Linked DNA regions of Mus musculus: region 1 is linked to region 2. The links are chromatin contacts, called in public Hi-C maps. All regions are on one chromosome and are shown on one strand. Each heading gives the region's core, a stretch centred on a gene start, on an enhancer-like site or on the middle of the called end of the contact. The rest is flanking DNA. Distances are from core to core; before and after follow the strand shown.

Region 1 (3,275 bases), core at 86-2,585, about 13 Mb after region 2:
CCACCATCCCCTCCCTCCCCCTGCCACGCCCCCAGCCTAGATTGTATTTAACTGATTAAATTTTTCAGTTGTTTAAATGTATACTTCTCTGTTGAGAGGCCAAATCTTGTAAGTTCAGACTCCATTTTAGAGAACCTGGCCAAAGTTTGAACTCAGACAAACTAACCAACATAACACTAGTTTCCAAGTTACCCCTCAACAAGACCAGCGTCCCCAGGTTATTACCCCAACATATCTGCACCCCCAGGTTACGAGGCCACCCCCTGCCTAACGACCACTAATGCAGAGGGAAGCAGAAATTAAGTTTATGATATGACTCCCAGCACCAGCCAATTGTGTTAAAGGCCATGGTAGCTCTCGAATTAGATGCTTAACTACCACCACTACCACATCCCACCCTCTGCTTGTAGCTTTCTATAAAGTCTTGTCCCCACTGACATTCGGGGTACACCAAAAACTGTGCTGTGTGTTGGTGGCGAGCCACAGCGAGCTGGGATAGAATAAAGACCGTGCTATGAGTTACATCAGATGGGCTCCTGCCTGGTTTTGGGGGATCGCTAACACTTTCGTGGCGCTACAACTGTATGCCCTTGATTAGATTTCCTTTACTGGCTTTCTTCTTTGCCATTCATTCTTCCTTGATTAGTCGCCACCTTTTCTCTCCAGAAGTTTTCGAGATATTTAACCTTTCATTCATCTTGCGTTACAGTTAGGCAAACAATTTGGTAGGAAAATACCCATTCCCCTTAGTCAAAAATAATTTTAGAAATTCCCCCCGGGAGGGTTGGTGTATAGTTTTAAAATAATCAGTAAGCTTCAACGTTGCATTTAAATTTTAATGTCATCATTAAAACCTCTTTTTACTTTCTAATTCATTTTTAAGGCAATCATCGTTGCCAGGGAGAGATTTGCTCTAGGGAATTAATTGCTCAATCGCTCCTGCTCACTTGCTTACCTTGATTTTTTTTTTTTGGTTTTTCGAGACAGAGTTTCTCTGTAGCCTTGGCTGTCCTGGAACTCACTTTGTAGACCAGGAAGGCCTCGAACTCAGAAATCCGCCTGCCTCTGCCTCCCAAGTGCTGGGATTAAAGGCGTGCGCCACCACGCCCGGCTGCTTACCTTGATTTTACTAAATTCAATCCCTATTCTTGGAGATTTTATTTCTTTTTCTAGTTTTAAACAATGTAACCCACTAGATTGCTAGCACGCAAGGGATCACGAAGACAGACAGGGTCTCCATTAAACAAGTTCAAAGTTTCCCCCCTCCGGCTTGACCGGGCCCTTCCCGTTCCCTCTCTCGCGAGACTTGGAAGCCGGAAGTTACATAAAGGACTCGAAACTCAGCCGCGGCTCGGTTGGTGTTGGCGGGAGCCGGGTGGGCCGGCTGCCTGGTGTTCTTTGCTGTGCGACCCGGGCTGCAGGTGCTCCGGGGTGTTGCTGTTGAGTTCCGCGGCCCAACGTCACGATGAGGGTGGCCGTGGCCGGCTGCTGCCACGGCGAGCTGGACAAGATCTACGAGACTCTGGCGCTGGCGGAGCGGCGCGGCTCGGGACCCGTGGATCTCCTTCTGTGCTGCGGCGACTTCCAGGCGGTGCGCAACGAGGCCGACCTGCGCTGCATGGCCGTGCCGCCCAAGTACCGTCACATGCAGACCTTCTACAGGTGAGGGGCGCGCGGCCGGTCCTCGCGTGGGGTTCCAGGTCCTGCTGCCGCAGATCGCGATGTCTGTTGGACCCGGAGCTTAGGAAATGGCCCTGGCCTCCTCCTCTCTGTACACACCTGGCTCTTCTTCCCAGGGACCCGGGGTGACACCAGCAGGTTTAGATACTTTGGATTTGCTAGAACACGATGGTTAGTTGATTTAATGATCTGGTTTTCCCGTGACCTGCTGTGTGCTAGTCTGGGTTCTAGAAGCCCAGACTTGCACTTCACAAAGTTCTTGATCTCAATGAATGTGTGCTCGACACTCAAGATTTAATTTATTCTTAAGGGCAGGGATGGGAAGATAGTGGGGACCGTTTGATCGTTTTTGAGCTCGGCCTTTTCCTTCTGACCTCTTGCTTTTTTGTGTTTAGTTTGGTTCCTGACAGCTTTATTACCGTTATGTTGTAGATATTACTCTGGAGAGAAAAAGGCCCCGGTTCTCACCATCTTCATTGGAGGAAACCATGAAGCCTCAAACCATTTGCAAGAGTTACCCTATGGTGGCTGGGTAGCGCCGAATATTTATTATTTAGGTATGTGTTTATGTGCACTTTTTTTGGTCTTGTCAGAATCTGTACCAGCTGGGCAGCTTCTAGAAGACATGTGGTGAATGCCATTAACTTAAATAATCATGAGAATTGAGTTAAAATAGTTATTAAATGGCCAGTCATGAACATACATCCATTTTCTTCTAGAGGTTTAAATAATAGCTAATATGATGACAAGTTTTTTTTTTTGTAGTCTCTTTGCTTTTTTCTTATTGCATTAAACTTTATAATGGAAAATGCTAAACATACATAAAAATACCGAGTAGTTTAATAAATTTCTTTACTTGTTAACCTCAACTCCTATTACTTTGTTCTACTCCCATATTTAAATATCCAGTATTGTTTAAACTTTTCCTGAGGGAGATGGCTGGGATGCCTTAAAGCAAATCCTAACCACTGGGTTATTTCATTTGTGGATTTTTAAGTACATGACTCCCCCTACCCCAAGATGTATTTATTTATCTACCGTGTATACAGTGTTCTGAGTGCATATGTGCCTACAGAGCACCAGATCCCATTATAGATGGTTAGAAGCCACCATGTGGTGCTGGGAATTGAACTCGGGACCTGTGGAAAAGCATCCAGTGCTCTGAGCCATCTCTCCAGCCCCTAAGTACATGACTTTCGAGTGATAGATTTTTTTTAGACACACGTAGTTCTGGTGCCATTTTATACCTAACTATAGTGAGTTAGTCCTTCTCTCGTGCCTTGTCCATACGCATTTCTCTGCATGTCTCAGTTACCGGATCTACAAATGACTTGCTCAGGTAGGATCCAAATATTTGGTGTTCAGGGCTCTGCCTCTTAGACTCTTTATCCTTCCTTCCCTTGTTTCTGTTTTCTGTTTCCTCTATGGTTTGTGTGTTGTAGGCAGTGAGGTTGATTGCCCTGTAGCATTTCCTGGGCTCTGGATTTAGCTGACTGGATTTACTATGATATCACTTGAAGTGTTCCTTTTGTTTTTCATCTTTTAAAGTTTGCAGGTCTTTTATCTCTTTATATAAGTGATTGTTTCTAGAATAA
Region 2 (2,983 bases), core at 224-2,723:
TTTTGGGAAGGCAGGGAAGAGAAAAGGAGACCCTGGAGTTAAAATTACCCAGAAGCCCCTGCCTAAACCATACCCTCCAGGACAGACTCGGGAGAGACACCAGCCACTGTCCACTCCTATTCCACTCTGTCTTCAGGATGAACTGTCCTAAAGTAATGCCATCACACCATCATTTTATGTTACAGAAGGGTCAACTCCCGGTGTGGGCCTCGGTTAATCATATAAAGTCTGGTGTGCGGCCAGTGAAAGGCTGAGGCTGAAGGTCAGAAACCTGGAATCCGTGTGGCTCTTTTGCTGTTCCTCTCAAGCTAGAAAGAAACAGTCCCAAAAGAAAAACAATGGACAGTCATTTCCTCTGGTCTGAGACCCAACCCCACCCCCACCCCCATCAGCTAGGCCATCTCACAGAAGCCTCACCAATCTCCATAAAGACAGGCATGGCAGCCTTCTAAAGTAACATCAAAAACAACTAACATCTACCATGCTACTTCCAACCTGTCATTTAAAAACAAGTGAGTGTGGGATACCTCCAATTCATTCAACTCGGGTTTTCCACTTCGGCCAGCGGTGTATTTGCAGAGCCACAAACTGTACTTCCTGGGTCAGCTCTATCCTAGTTTGCCCAGAGAGGGGGTGCTGTCCCTCCGCTAACAGCCACACCTCCTCGCTTTATTGTCCTTCCTTGCTTCTATACACAACACTACCAGAAGTGTGGGGAAATGTTTGCTTTTCTCCGGTTAGTAAAATAGATCATTCCCAAGCTACTTTAGTTATCAAACTTTTGTCCACAAGGACGAATATAATTTTGTAAAAAAAAAAAAAAATGACCCGTTGGTAATGTATCCCTATTATTCATAGGGGCGTCAACCACTCCTACGAAATTCAGAACTCTCAAAGGAAAATCACAGTCATAGAACAACGGCATGCTTCCACCCTTTAATGCATTTGGAGTTCTCGAACTAATTTCGATTAGGTATGGCAATGTTTATTAAAAGCCCTAACAGTGTTTGCTTCTTTCATTCAAACTGCCACCCTTGGGGATGCATCCTGCTCCGAGCTACTGATTGACTCGCGGCTCCGCGCACTACAGCGCGAGGACCTCAGGCACCTGGGCCGCGCGCAGCGTTGGATAGGTAGGTCCGGCAGTCATGCCCCAGCCTCAGCTGCCGATGAACCCCCACCCACAGCGGCCCGGCATTCTCCACGCCCGCTCACCTAGATCTGGAGCAAGAACGTTCTCTCCACAGGCGAGACGCGGCCGCGCAGTGCGCACCAAACCAACTCTCTCAGACCTCGCAGACGTGGCCCAGCTTTGCTTCCGGCCCGACGCCCCGCCCACACCAATCACAGCCCGGAAGGGCCGCTGAACCCGCCCCTGCACCACCAAGCCCCGCCCCGACCAATCGCGGCGGGTTGGTGTCTGTGGCCCCGCCCTATGCGCCAAGCCCCGCCCCCCAGCCGTCCGCGCGCTGCTCGCGCCCGCGGAACTGCGGCTGCGGTTCGGAGCGGGTTCGGGGCTGCTTGGCTTGAGTGATCTGAAAGGGTGAGGCTAAGGCGGCTAAGGCGGGCCGAAGGTTAGCTCCCGGGGTGGACAGCTGCGCCTTTCAGCCTGGGCCTCAGGGTCCCGGGTCCCTAAAGAACGGGAGCGTTGACGTCCCTCCGACCACCGAGATCACCTCCCAGCCCAGCCCCTGCCAGGCGAGGTCAGCGTCATCCCCGCGGGTCTTCACCCGCTTAGCCCTAGGCGTCACTTTATTAAGTGGAAATGGCTGAGACCCCTCCTCCCAGCCCCTGGCTCTGCGGTGGCGTCCCTATGCACCTGCGCGAGATGCTGCACCCCACTGCGGTCCGGGGAGGCTGTCCTCCGAGGGGGCCTGCGGATGGGGGCTGGCGGCGGGGATGACCTAGAGCCCTCCCCTCCGCACTGCAGGCATCCTTCCTAGCTGCGCAGGCTTGAGATCCAAGTGGGATTCCCGGGCCGGTCCCTGGTTTTCCCGGGATTGAGGCTGACCAGGAATACAGGTGTTTGCAACCACCGGCCACGAAATCTGTCACCCGAGCACCTGTTGAAAGCGCAGACTCCAGAATGGCCGGCAAGGGTGGGAAGGAGAGACAAGGATTCTGGGGTTTGAGGGAGCATTTTAAAGGATGTTGTGCGTACTAGATTGGGGGGGGGGGGCTAGGAGAGAAATCTAAAGTGTATGGATGCGTGCCCGTAGCTCTCTACAAACAGCGGGACTGCCTCTTAGAAAAGGGACCTTGGGAAAATTTCCTGGACACCAGTCGTCATTTACAACCCCATTATTTCTGGGCCTTTTCCAGGTTTCCAAGCCGGCTGATTTGGAGACATGTCAGGGTCAGTAAAAGAAAGCCTTCAGCTTCAGCTGCTGGAGATGGAAATGCTGTTTTCTATGTTTCCTAATCAAGGAGAAGTAAAACTCGAAGATGTAAACGCCCTAACAAACATAAAGAGGTATCTGGAAGGCACCAGGGAGGCGCTCCCACCCAACATCGAATTTGTCATCACGCTCCAAATTGAGGAGCCCAAGGTGGGTGCTTTCATTGGTCCTAAGTGTTTCTGGGTGCCTATCGTGTTTTGCTTTTAATGTGTATGCGTGTTTCCCCCTCATGTATGTCTGTTCATCATGTGCATGCAGTGCCCCCTGGAGGCCAGAACTGCATGTGGGAACCTAGAATTGGACCCTGATCCTCTGGAAGAGCAGCCAGTGCTCTTAATGGCATAGCCCCAGGTATCCACTTGTTAACTGGAAAACCCAAAGCATGAGCTTCCTGTCCAGGTAACAAATAGACAATTTCAAATCCCAGGATGCGTTTGGAAGGAAAATGTACCAAACATGAGATGGTCCATAAATTCAGACAGACTTTAATGAAGTTAATGAGTGTTTAGGATTTCATCGGTTTTCAATGACACTGAATGTGCATAGTAACTACACATACAAAACCTAAATGTTAAATATAAACT

The links. A called contact is a pair of places that touch in the nucleus more often than the background predicts.
Region 1: a contact with region 2 is called in a Hi-C map of B cells, with 5 read pairs. The contact joins the promoter of Dbr1 here to the promoter of Rwdd2a in region 2. A contact is called at or near these places in 1 of 39 promoter capture datasets (erythroid cells) and 1 of 484 Hi-C or Micro-C datasets (B cells).

Annotation. Positions count from the first base shown.
Region 1 is chr9:99,574,464-99,577,738 of GRCm38.p6, forward strand. Dbr1 (debranching RNA lariats 1) reads left to right here and starts at 1,336. Exons shown (of 8, transcript NM_031403.3): 1 at 1,336-1,662; 2 at 2,113-2,237. The coding sequence starts at 1,466.
Region 2 is chr9:86,570,515-86,573,497 of GRCm38.p6, forward strand. Rwdd2a (RWD domain containing 2A) reads left to right here and starts at 1,474. Exons shown (of 3, transcript NM_001145969.1): 1 at 1,474-1,543; 2 at 2,323-2,549. The coding sequence starts at 2,349. Pgm3 (phosphoglucomutase 3) reads right to left here and starts at 1,328. Exons shown (of 13, transcript NM_028352.4): 1 at 1,216-1,328.